Regions from separate parts of the Macaca mulatta genome. Here region 1 is linked to region 2. The links are chromatin contacts, called in public Hi-C maps. All regions are on one chromosome and are shown on one strand. The core of a region is the stretch at or near the end of the contact, and the rest is flanking DNA. Distances in the headings are between cores, read along the strand shown.

What was found. Hi-C and Micro-C count contacts between places; a contact is called where the count stands out from the background.
Region 1: a contact with region 2 is called in a Hi-C map of cortical neurons, with 3 times the contacts expected there. The contact joins the promoter of SRD5A3 here to the promoter of TMEM165 in region 2. A contact is called at or near these places in 4 of 14 Hi-C or Micro-C datasets (cortical neurons, fetal cortex germinal zone, fibroblasts and 1 more).

What each region holds. Positions count from the first base shown.
Region 1 is chr5:78,150,942-78,157,466 of T2T-MMU8v2.0, reverse strand. SRD5A3 (steroid 5 alpha-reductase 3) reads left to right here and starts at 3,782. Exons shown (of 5, transcript NM_001257949.1): 1 at 3,782-4,062. The coding sequence starts at 3,842.
Region 2 is chr5:78,099,166-78,105,144 of T2T-MMU8v2.0, reverse strand. It overlaps TMEM165 (transmembrane protein 165), which reads left to right and starts at 2,245. Exons shown (of 6, transcript NM_001266322.1): 1 at 2,245-2,628. The coding sequence starts at 2,416.

The DNA.
Region 1 (6,525 bases), core at 2,533-5,032, 51 kb before region 2:
CCTGCATTTACCTATTCAGAAAAGTTTCAGGTTATTAGCAAATCAGGTATCAATTTAAGATTGTGAGGTTCCAGCCTGACCAACATGGAGAAACCCATCTCTACTAAAAATACACAATTAGCCAGGCATCGTGGCACATGCCTGTAATCCCAGTTACTAGGGAGGCTGAGGCAGGAGAATTGCTTGAACCTGGGAGGCGGAGGTTGCGGTGAGCGGAGATCGTGCCATTGCACTCCAGCCTGGACAACAAGAGCCAAACTCTGTCCTAAAAAAAAAAAAAAGATTGTGAGGTCCCACTCCAGCCAATGGATGCAGGACACAGCAGTAAGGATAACCCAAATGCGTAAGGGATAAATATTTATGTCTCATTTTCTTTTGTTCAAGGGTGCTCTCACCATGGTTCCATCTGCGACTGAACGCCCTTTCTGCAGAAAGTAAAGATGGCCTTGCTGAGGGATCTTTTGTCTCTGTGCCGACTTTTCTTTGCCGCACCAATGATCTATTTCTAACAATTTTGGTATTTCTAACATCTTTTATATCCTTATTAGATTTACTCCTAGACATATATTTTATGCCATTGTGAATTGTATCTTTGAAACATACAATATATTGTTTGTTGCTGAGAAATAAAAATGTACAATTTCCTGTTTGTTGCGGGGAAATAGAAATCATATTTATGAACAGATTTTTATCTCCAGCAACCTCCCCAAACTCTCCTGCTAGTTCTGATACCTTATCTGTGCATGCCATTGGAGTTTCTATTATTGGAGTTTCATATAATCGTCAAATAATGACAGTGTTATTTCTTACTTAGTAGTCCTTATATGTTTTCTTTCTTTTTCTGATTTATTGAGATGGCTTGTGACCTAAAGCACTGACTCTAAGGGTGATTGAATTTAGATTCATATTTTGAAGGTAGAGCCAACAGGATTTGCTGACTGACTGTATTTAGACTATGACAGAAAGGAATCAAGGCTGAGTTCAACGTTTTTCCCCTGAGCAACTGGAAAAATGGCTTTGCCATTTACTGCAGGCAAGACCAGTAGTTTGTTGAACATGTAGTGCAGTTAATTAAATGAAGAAAAAAATGCTCACTGATATTTATTAGCAATGATCTTTCTAACAGATGTTAGCCTGGTATTCCACTTTCGAACTAACTCACTCCAGTCAGGATTTACATTCACAAATACTCCCGGGAGGGTGTAGCTTATGGCTTTCTGTTCAGCCACTGCCATCTACAGGGGGCTTCTCTGAATATAAACTGTGCATGCTGATTATAATCTAAAAAATATCCAGGCAGGGTGGCTCACGCCTGTAATCCCAGCACTTTGGGAGGCCGAGGCAGGCCGATCATCTGAGGTCGGGAGTTTGAGATCAGCCTGACCAACATGGAGAAACCCTGTCTCTACTGAAAATACAAAATTAGCCTGGTCTGGTGGCACGTGCCTGTAATCCCAGCTACTCGGGAGGCTGAGGCAGGAGAATAGCTTGAACCTGGGAGGCAGAGATCGCGGTGAGCCAAGATCGTGCCATTGCACTCCAGCCCGGGCAACAAGAGTGAAACTCCATCTCAAAAAAAAAAAAAAAAAAAAAAAAAAATCAAAAAAATATATGGGATAATTTTCCCCTCCAGCCTCCTCAACCCTTCCTGTTTCCACAACACACACACACACACACACACACACACACACACACACACACACACACACACACACACACACACTCCTACCTTGTTTTCAATCCTCCCCCAGGTCAGACAACTGTTAAGAGAAACTCCTACCTAGGAAACTGAGTCCCTGCAATGCACTTACAAGTAGCTTCTCTGAAAAGAAAGAGATCATGGAAAAGCCAGCTGCATTTCCAGGGAGTTAACCTAAGAACAATAAAGAAACAGTGAGGCCGGGCGCGGTGGCTCAAGCCTGTAATCCCAGCACTTTGGGAGGCCGAGATGGGCGGATCACGAGGTCAGGAGATCGAGACCATCCTGGCTAACACAGTGAAACCCCGTCTCTACTAAAAATACAAAAACTTAGCCGGGCGAGGTGGCAGGCGCCTGTAGTCCCAGCTACTCGGGAGGCTGAGGCAGGAGAATGGCGTGAACCCGGGAGGCGGAGCTTGCAGTGAGCTGAGATCCGGCCACTGCACTCCAGCCTGGGTGACAGAGCGAGACTCCGTCTCAAAAAAAAAAAAAAAAAAAAAAAAAGAAACAGTGAAGTGGTGCCAGGTGCGGTGGCTCATGCTTGTAATCCCAGCACTTTGGGAGGCTGAGGCGGATGGATCACGAGGTCAGGAGATCGAGACCATCCTGGCTAACACAGTGAAACCCCGTCTCTACTAAAAATACAAAAAAAAAAAAAAAAAAAAAATTGGCCGGGTGTGATGGCAGGTGCCTGTAGTCCCACCTATTCAGGAGGCTAAGGCAGGAGAATGGTGTGAACCTGGGAGGCAGAGCTTGCAGTGAGCAGAGATCAGGCCACTGCACTCCAGCCTGGGCAACAGAGCTAGACTCCGTCTCAAAAAAAAAAAAAAGAAAAAAAAAAAAAAAAAAAGGAAAGAAACAGCGAAAGGGAGACTCCTGCAAAAGAGATCCAGGATCACTCAATAAGGCTTCATTGTCCTAGCTAGAATACCAATTTGACCATCCTTTATCACCTGGCTGTCAAAGGATTGGTAAAGCCTTAGGTGTTGTTGCACAAAGAAGCAAAATTCTAAAAGCTTGCTCATTTAACAATCCAAAGTCCCACTAACCTACCCACCCTGATATTTATTCAACACACACATCGGCTATCTCATTGGAGTAAGGGTGATGAGTTGGCTACCTCTCCCCTCTTCCACTTCTCACCCACCACCCAGTCTCAAAAATGTAAGCTCCAAATAGGCAGTGACAATTGTCTTGTAAACCCCTCTGTCCTCAGTATCCAAAATGATGCCTGTCATACAGTAGGCATACAATATTTCAGAATTAACATTTTAAAGGCTTTTAAATACTTAAAAGAGCTAGATTTTCACTTATAGTAAATAAAATCAGTGTTGTTTAAAATCAGTGAGTCAATAAATAGCATTGTCACTACCTGAGATAAATGTTACAGGAAACAGCTGATGGAATTTAAAAACTTTGCTTTTAAGGATTGAAACCCTATTGGGAAGCGACTGCTGTTTTTTAAACACAGTTTTTACCACTATAATTTTTATTATTACGTGCAATTACTTGTCTACATGTTTACATTATACACATATGCAACACATTTCCAACATCCTAACACGATTATTCATTTTTGTGTGATCTGCCTTATCCATATATACAAACATTCATATTAATACAGTTGTTTGCAATCATAGCTATGTATTTTTACATCTGGTTTTTTTTTTCACTTCACATACTGTTTCCTAAACAGCTTTCTGTGTTTCTACACTCGTCATAATAATTCTCAATGACTGCATGATATTCTAACATGTTAGTGTAGCACAATTTAGCTAAATAAAGTGGAACATGTAAGGTTTCCATTTTTTGCCTTGGAGATAATGCTGATAAGAGTGGCAGACACGTGGTCTCATCTGTTTTGCGTCTTTACTTCTGATTAATCATATTCTCGAAATCCATCTAAGCGTCTCCATATCCAGATTAGGGACTGCGAGCGACCAGCCGGCGCCAGCACAACCGGGACCAAGGACCTCCGCGGCTGAGCGGCCACTCCAGGAGGGGCTCTGCGCGTCCCCGCCCCGCACCGCGTCACCGACGTCCCGCTAGGCTGAGACCTGCGCGCGGCGCGCCAGTGGCCGCTTTTCCGCGGACAAGCGGGCGGTGGGGGCGCCAGCAGCTCGGAAGGCGGGCACGCGGGCCATGGCTCCCTGGGCGGAGGCCGAGCTCTCGGCGCTGAACCCGCTGCGCGCGGTGTGGCTCACGCTGACCGCCGCCTTCCTGCTCACCCTACTGCTGCAGCTCCTGCCGCCTGGCCTGCTCCCGGGCTGCGCGATCTTTCAGGACCTGATACGCTATGGGAAAACGAAGTGTGGGGAGCCGCCGCGCCCCGCCGCCTGCCGCGCCTTTGATGTCCCCAAGAGGTAACCGAGCCGCGGAGGCCCAGGCGCGGAGAGTTCAGGGCGCCCCGGCTCGCGGGCAGCCGACAGGGGGCAGCAGAGGCGGGACCCGGCCTAGGAGGCCCCGGCGGGTTCCCGGGCGCAGCACGGCGCTCCCTCCGCCAGACCCCGGCCATGCCCGGGCTGCTGCGTGGCTCGGGGGAGCAGTGCCCAGGTGTCCGCGGACGCCGAGGGAGAGCGGAGCCGCTTGCACTCGGCTGGAGGAATGTGAACTGATAGCCGCACGGAGCCTTTCCCTGTGGGAAATGGCGACGCATCCGAATTTAGGCCTGGTCATCCGAATTTAGGCGGCAAAATGAAGTCCCCCTTGCCCCAGATTCTCCTCTTGCCCGTCCCCTGCACTCCAGTGGCTCATACCCTAACTTGAGGTCACCGGAATCATTTGTGGAAATGAAGTCAGGCTGGCTCTTCGGCCTCGGCTTCCCCCATTTCTCTCCCCAACCCTCGCAGTGGGAACAAAGGACTGAGTCGCCCTAGCCCGCACCTAGGCAGGTGCCCCTGGGGAAGGTGATCCAAGGTGCACGTCATAGGCAGGCCCGTCCCGAAGCTCCATTTGACTTTCGAAAGATTCTGTAACCTAGTTCAGCGAAAGATTAAATCGTCAGGGTTTGAATAGAATCAGAGATTGTGAGACCTGTTATAATTTTCTTCTCCTTTTTCCACTTTGAATTCAGGACACAGCTGGAAAGAGTTGGCCAAATACTATTCGAGATGGTAGAAATAGAACAGTGCCTCTTAAGATGCATTTTAGGCCGGGCGCAGTGGCTCACGCCTATAATCCCAGCACTTTAGGAGGCCGAGGCAGGCGGATCGCTCGAGCTCAGGAGTTCGAGACCAGGCTGGGAAATATAGTGCGACTCCGTCTCTCCTGAAAATATAAAACATTGGCAGGGCGTGGTGGCGTGTGCCTGTAGTGCCAGCTACTTGGAATGAAGGCAGGAAGATCATTTGAGATCAGGCGGTAGAGACTGCAGTGAGCTATAATCATGCCACTGTACTCTAGCCTGGGTAACAGAGAAAGACCTTGTATTAAAAAAATTTTTTTTTTAAAGTTTAAAAACATCTGGGTTATCCCTTGAAACACTCATAGGCAGTGCCCCAGGTCCGCAGGCAACAAAGGGACGAGTATAACGTGGCTTCTAAAACTTGGATAATCTGTGAGTTTTGACTGTCAGAGAAAGATGTGTCAGGTGTTAACACAGAGAAGGGAGAACCAGGTCATTCTGAGGCACCCTAAAGGGAAGAAGTAGAAGTACATGAAACAAACTGATCAAACCTCCTGTTTCCTAGAGGCTCTCTTTAAGCAAAAAATTACCTGTTACCCCATTTATAATCAGGGTTAAATCCTTTTAACTTCGCAGCAATTTATTTTCTGAGTTTTGAGAAAGGTACTAGTCTAGTGTACCTGGATTAAATGGCACCTGTAAAATCATCCCCTGAACTTGCATACACACCAGCTGTTGCAACTCAAGTCTGTTATTATATGACAGTCAAAAAAGAGACTTGGTGCCTTATCCTTAATCATTACTGTAACAATTGGTACTCTTTGGACTTCCTGTAATTTCTACTGTATTGTGAAATAATTTACACCTTTTTCTTCTTCCAGAATTCTACAGTAGAACCTCCCATAGTGTTCAAGTGCCCTTTTTTCCCTCTCTCTCTAAATTTAAACAGACGTTTCTTTTAGTACTGGAGAAGGTACAAAATATCCAGACCAGTAATGAAAGGCATTTTTATTCCAACAAAAAAAAGATAACTTGCATCAAAACTGGCAGTGTCTCCAAAAAATTAATACATGTATTACTCTCTTTTCAAATTTTGTACCCCTGTTTATATGAAAAAGGGAGATAGACTTGGGTGGAGGTAAGAGTCTATGGCCTCTTTTTTATATGTCTCTGTATTTTCCAAAGAGTCTTCATTGACAAGATGCTTATCACTTTTACCATTTTAAAAAAATGTGTTAATGGCTAAGGAGCATGTAAGAGAGATTTTACTGGTTTATTAATAGTAACCACCATTGACTAAGTGCTTACGTATATGATTATGTGATGACTACTAAGGAGTACATGCCTTTCCTCACTTAATCCTCACAGTAGACCTGTGAGGGAGATGTTATTGTCATTATTCCCATTTACACATGTGCAAACTCAAACTTAGAAGATCGCACTTGTGCAATGATGCTAGTACTAGCAAGGGTGGTACCTGAACCCTGCCTGTTGGAATTTAAATCCCAAGCTCTTATGCTCTGGTATACTTCATGGGAAATATCTTGTACCATGTGAAGCTCAATCTGTGTGAAAGATCAAGTAGGAATGGATTTATCCCAGATGGTAGCATTTAGTAAATATCTTGGTTAATCCAAATTTAAAATCATTTGGTAACGTTAACCTTGATACTTATATTTGAATATTTTTCCTGTGCAAAATC
Region 2 (5,979 bases), core at 996-3,495:
AAGCAGCTTTCAGCAATGAGGGACACACAGCCAGTTTTGCTACATTCACCCTTCTGGCTCTGTCTTTAGTCTAAGCTGCTCCCTTCAGGTCCCTCCCTTGGGACCTCAAGCCACCCTTTCAGGCCCCTTTTAAGCACAGCAATTCCTGTATGATTAAAGGGAGGTAGTTGAAGAAGTTTGGGCTTCTGGGTTTTATGTTATTACTGGCTTATGAAAGCTCAAACATTTGCACTCCAGGGATGATAGTTGCATCTGTTAAATTTAGTGTAAAGCTGCCTCCTTACGTATTTTAAGTTCAGCCTAAAGGTTTCCCCATACCTAGTGAACTGTAGCCTAACTGGGTGTGTAAACAGACTGTAACCTATTCTTGTACGAATCACAGAGTGTTGGCCGATCACAAGTGTCCAACTGTTCAAACCGTGTTCAAATAAGGCAAACCCCAGCTATAACCAATCCAGCTGTTTTGGTCCCTCAATTATGTTTTCTGTAAGTCACTTTATTTTTTCCGACCACTCGGCAGGACTGGAGCCTCTCTGAACTTACTTTGGTTTGGGGTCTTTTTGATTTGCAAATCATTCTTTGGGTTCTTTGCTTGATTAAACGCTGTTAATTTGCCTAAGGTTTTTCTTTTAACACACCCCCAAACTGTGTGGTGGCATCCTACTTACACAATAATAGAAGCATGCATAAAGCTATAACATGAAGGAACAAGTGACAAATTCTGTAAGGGCAGGTGTTAGGGAAAACTTCTGAGAGTGGAGGCCTGAATAGGGTTTGGAAGTATGAGTAGGAGTTTACAAGGGGAACTGCGGACAGAGCAACATGGACGGAGACCGGAAGCGCACACCTGTAATCCCAACACTTTGAGAGAAGGTGGGCGCATCACCTGAGGTCGGGAGTTCGAGACCAGCCTGACCAACATGGAGAAACCTCATCTCTACTAAAAATACAAAATTAGCCGGGCATGGTGGACCATGCCTGTAATCCCAGCTACTCGGGAAGCTGAGGCAGGAGAATCGTTTGTACCTGGGAGGCGGAGGTTGCAGGGAGGCGGAGGTTGCAGTGAGCTGAGATGGCGCCATTGCACTCCATCCTGGACAACAAGAGTGAAACTCCGTCTCAAAAACAAAAACAACCCGAAAAACAAAACAAAAAAACATAGACGGAAATTTTACTATCCTATGACAAACACGGTATCTTCGGTGAACTCAAAGTAGGTTCGCCCACTTTCCCACAGATTGTTTTGGTAAATTAATTTTTTGTTTCAGTTGGTGATAAACTTCCTTAGCTCTTTACTGAGTACAGGTTTACTGTATGTAAATATGTGTAATATTAGATTAGTGCCTGGCACATGGTTAGCACTACCGATTTTTATTAGGGACTCGGTCTCAGTCAAACTTATGGTAGCTCACTTTTCTTTTGGGAAGACGTAAAAATACTCTCAAGCCTAACCAACCATCCTTTCCTGTCTTCTAGTCTTGCTCACCCAAAGCTCCATCCTGCAAAAGTCTTAAACAGTCCATTTCAAAAGCCCAGCATTTTTAAAGGGTCTAAGGAGTAACACAAAACAAGATGCACCCAAAACGTCAAGGCCATACTGGACGAGGGCAACGTTAGCCATTTTTGGTCTGGGATAATTATAGGCAGTATCTTAAAACAAGGCTTGAAAAATGTCATGTTATTTCCAAATCCCATTTCAGAACTTAAAAAAAAAAAATAGCGTTTTGAGCTCCTAAGAACGTTTTTGGCGGTAGGTGGGCGCATGGAGGGGTGGCACAGACGCTCGGCAAGGGAGAGCGGAACAGAGCTGGGCGTGGCGGTGCCTGCGAGCCAGCGCCACGTAACCAGAGGCGCTCGCGCTAATTTGACCTCTAAGAGAGACTAAGCGCAGGGAACAGCGGGTGCGGACATGACGGCGGAAGGCTCAGGACGAAGCAGACGCGAAGAGCCCCGCAGTCCTGGGACTGTGGGGCAGAGAAAGGAGGGCCGGGACGCGGCGCGGGTAGGATGCGAGCAGAGGAAGGACACGCGGTGCCGGGTACCTGCCGGGAGCGCCGGGTCCAATGGGAGGAGGGCGCGCGCCGCTCCTCAACCTGGCCGAGGACGTCACGACGCCGAGGCGGACGCCGGGCCAATGGGAGGCCGTCGCGGGCAGGGACGGGGCCGAGAGGAGCCTGGGCTGGGTCGCGCGGAGTCGGTTGGTTGACTCCAGTGTAGCCGCCGCCTGAGAGGACTGGGGCCTGCCCCTCACTTTACTCCCGCCGCTTGCACTTCCCGGATGGTGCTGACTGCTCTCTAAGCGGCGGCGGCGGCGGCGAGTCGTGAGGACGCGCCGCGGAGGCTGTTCGGGGTCGAGGCTTCCTGTCGCCGCACTTCCTCTTGCGGTGCCCGTGCGCGGCCGGCCCGGCGGGCGGGATGGCGGCCGCGGCCCCAGGGAACGGCCGCGCATCGGCGCCCCAGCTGCTTCTGCTCTTTCTGGTTCCACTGCTGTGGGCCCCGGCTGCGGTCCGGGCCGGCCCGGATGAAGACCTTAGCCACCGGAACAAAGTATCGCCGGCGCTTGCCCAGCAGCTGCAGCAGCAGCAGCAGCCGGTGGCCGTGCAGGGCCCCGAGCCGGCCCGGGTCGAGGTGAGCGGGCCGGGCCGGGGCGGCGGGGGATGGGGCGGGCGAGGCTGCGGGGCCGGCTGCGCCGGGTACCAGGCTCCAGGCCTCTGAGAGCGCCGCCCTCCGCCGCCTCTGCTGGGGGAGGGGAGCCCGGCCCCTGCTCCCGGGGTGGAGGGCGGTCGGCTGCGCTGTTTTCCGGTGAGGCCTGGTCCTGCCCGCTCCTTTAGGGAAAGGGAGAGGGAGAGTCCAAGAGGAGCCCGCTGTAAACGTTGATCTCCGGAGGACCAAGGTGCTGCTCAGGGATGGGCGTTTTATTGATCAGATGTGTCTTAGAGTAGCTGGAAAGACTCATCCCTACCAAAAAGTTTTTAACAGATGGCTGCTAGGAGGCTTTTTGTATTCCCTGAGGATCATCACATCGGCCATTTCATTGTTGAAATAGCTTATCCCAAACTGCTTACCCAAATTCAACTTGGCACTGCCTGTGCTTCTTACCAAATAAATATGGATTATGAACCATGACTCTCACTTTTTTAAAACGTGCTTTGGCTAGCAGGAAGTACCCTTTAGGAACGCAGAGGAATTGGTCTCCGGCAGTACAGCGTCCTGCAGCGGTGTGGGATGTCAAAACTACATTTATAAGTAAAACAGAATCCTGTATTTTGTCCTTCACTGAATAGATACTATAAATTAACTTTTTAATCTGTTAATAGAATCAGTCCTTAGTCACTTGGCAGCGTTTTAACATTTCTTCTCTCTCCCAGTCGTGGGCTTTCGCGTCATTTCCAGTATCTGCTCCCTGAATCCTGGCCAGTGTGGCACTCAAACCCCCACTCCCACCCAGGCCATCTCCACGTAACTAATCTTCCCAAACGTTGAATTCTGCCATCTTGTCAGAAGTCTTCGGTGAGTTGCCTGCACTCATTTCAGTCCAGCCTTTTTAGGAGAGTGATGTTCAGGTTTCTCCTGATCTGGCTCCAGCTCACCTCCAGGCTTTTTGGCCACCGCTTTCTTGGCTCATACGCTAAAGGGATGTGCTCATCTGCAAAAAAGAATGTGCTTCAAGAACCCTTTGGGACAGGCCTTGTGCTCTCTTGCCAGTTTCTCCCTAACAGAAGACCTTTTCAAAGAAAAAGACCTAGAGTTTGAAGCCACAAATCAATTCTTCCCACCTTGGAGAACCAGCAGATACCTACTCTCTGTGAAGCCTTCCCTAAAATTTCTTGGTTAAGAGTGATTTATCTCTGACCTTTCCTTTCATTTCCTTTCCTCCCTCCTCTCTCCTCTCTCCTTTTCTCCTTTTCTCCTTTCCGTTCCTTTTTCCTTTCCGTTCCTTTCATTTCTTCTTTCCTTTCCGTTCTTTTCTCCTTTCCGTTCCTTTCTCCTTTCTGTTCCTTTTTTCTTTCCGTTCTGTTCCTTTCGTTTTCCTTTTCCTTTTCCTTTTCCTTTGTTGAGACAGGGTCTTGCTCTGTCGCCCAGGCTGGAGTGCAGTGGCGCCATCTTGGCTCACTGCAAACTCTAATTGATCCTCCCACCTCAGCCTCCTGAGTGGCTGGGACTGCAGGCGTGTGCTAACACGCCCGGCTAATTTTTATTTTTTTTTTTTAAGAGAGGAGGTCTCACTGTGTTGCCGTGTCTGGTCTCAAACTCCTGGGCTTAAGCGCTTCTCCGGCCTTGGCCTCCCAAGTGCTGGTGAGCTCTCACACCGGTGCATTGTTTTTGTGTTTCATGTTTTCATTACATGTTACTTTCTTAGGCTTTTCCAGTTTTCTGTTGTTTTTCTGTGTAAGACCATAGGATAGAAATTTCTGAGAGACTGATCTTGGTTTCACTAAGCAAGAACATTTGTAAGAATCAGTGCTGTCCCGGATGTAGTAATCGATATTGAGAAATAATGAAGTTCCCCTTACTGGAAGTGCTCAGGAAGAAGTTGAATAACTGCTTATGAGGAGATTCTGGTGTGAGAGGGAAGCTGGGAGCTAAAGTTACTGGGAAGTGAAGATTTTGTGAGCCGATTTCATCCTCACAGCAGCCCGTTAAACAGGCAGAGGAGGTGCCGTTTCCCGTTTATGGATGGAGAAACCTAGGTTTGGAAGGAGTAATGGTTTAATATCACAGCTAGTTTTCAGCAGAACCAGAGTTAGAATCTGGACTTCTATGCCTTACTAAGTTTTATTAGCATTCATTGTGTCTTAACTTTCTCTTTTGACTTATTTAATTCATTAATGGATTTTAATGGTTTATTTGGATTGTATGCTGGTGTAGTTCTTTGATCTTGAGCTTAGCTTTCTCTTTCTCCTTTTTTGGGGAGCTTTATTGTGTATATTGTGGCACGTTTACACACACATCTTGCTGCCTTGGGTTCTTGCAAGTTGTGTACATGTTTTTATCTGCCCCTGCTAGCTTTTGGGTGTCTTGAGAGCACGACTCTGGCTTACTCATCTTTGTCTATTCCAGAGGACCTTGTCTGTTGGCATTTATTAAGAAATTTTCAAAGGCTGGGTAGAAGTATTTGCATGTCAAGTTTGTATCAGCTTTTAAATACCTTTATGGAAAAACTGGCTGTAAAATAAACTCAACCAGGAAAAAAAAACAACAACCCTATTTTTAAGTGTCTATCCAACATTTTTTTTTTCTTTAAGTTGCAAAGGGATCCACCAGATGGAATTACGAAAATTCAGCTTTTATTGTCTGCTGGATATGATGTGATTTTGTAACCATTATTGGATTGGTGTTGGTTTAGACAATTTAGTGTTAGCTGACTATATGGTTAATTCTGGGACTCCTGTAAAGTTTTTTTTTTTTTTTTTTTTAAAGAGAGAAGATCAAAAGCACTGAACTCATGAGTAATAAATAACCCATGATAACAGAGAGGTATAATGGAGTGATGTCAGAGGTGTACAAGAAGTGTGAATCATTTAACATGTGAAGCCAGGGTCTTTAGTCCACTTGCGGGGGGCAAAGTAGTGAGTGGGCTTCTCCATCTTTTTCCCTCTACCTGCCCTGCTGCCCCCAGGCATATGCTTAGAAGTGGGGCTCCCATTTACACTGCCCTGCTTGTCTCTCCTGGGCTCCGCTGACCCTGCTTGACATGTCCACTCCAGGAACGGAACTGAAATGCTGATACATGAACTTTACTCTTAGTGTTCATCTTTTAGCCCTGTCATTTACCCCAGTATCACATTATTTTAAAACAATCACTATTTTGGATTAATTGTGTGAGTGAGAGAGAGATTATGAATACGTAACTTTGCAGGTATTTTGTTGACGTTTTAGTCATATTGGGATTTTTAAGACAGAAATAACGGTAGGTGTGGAGCTACTAATATCCTTTTTAAGAAGCTAGGAAAAATCTAGCCATGCAAAATGCCACAG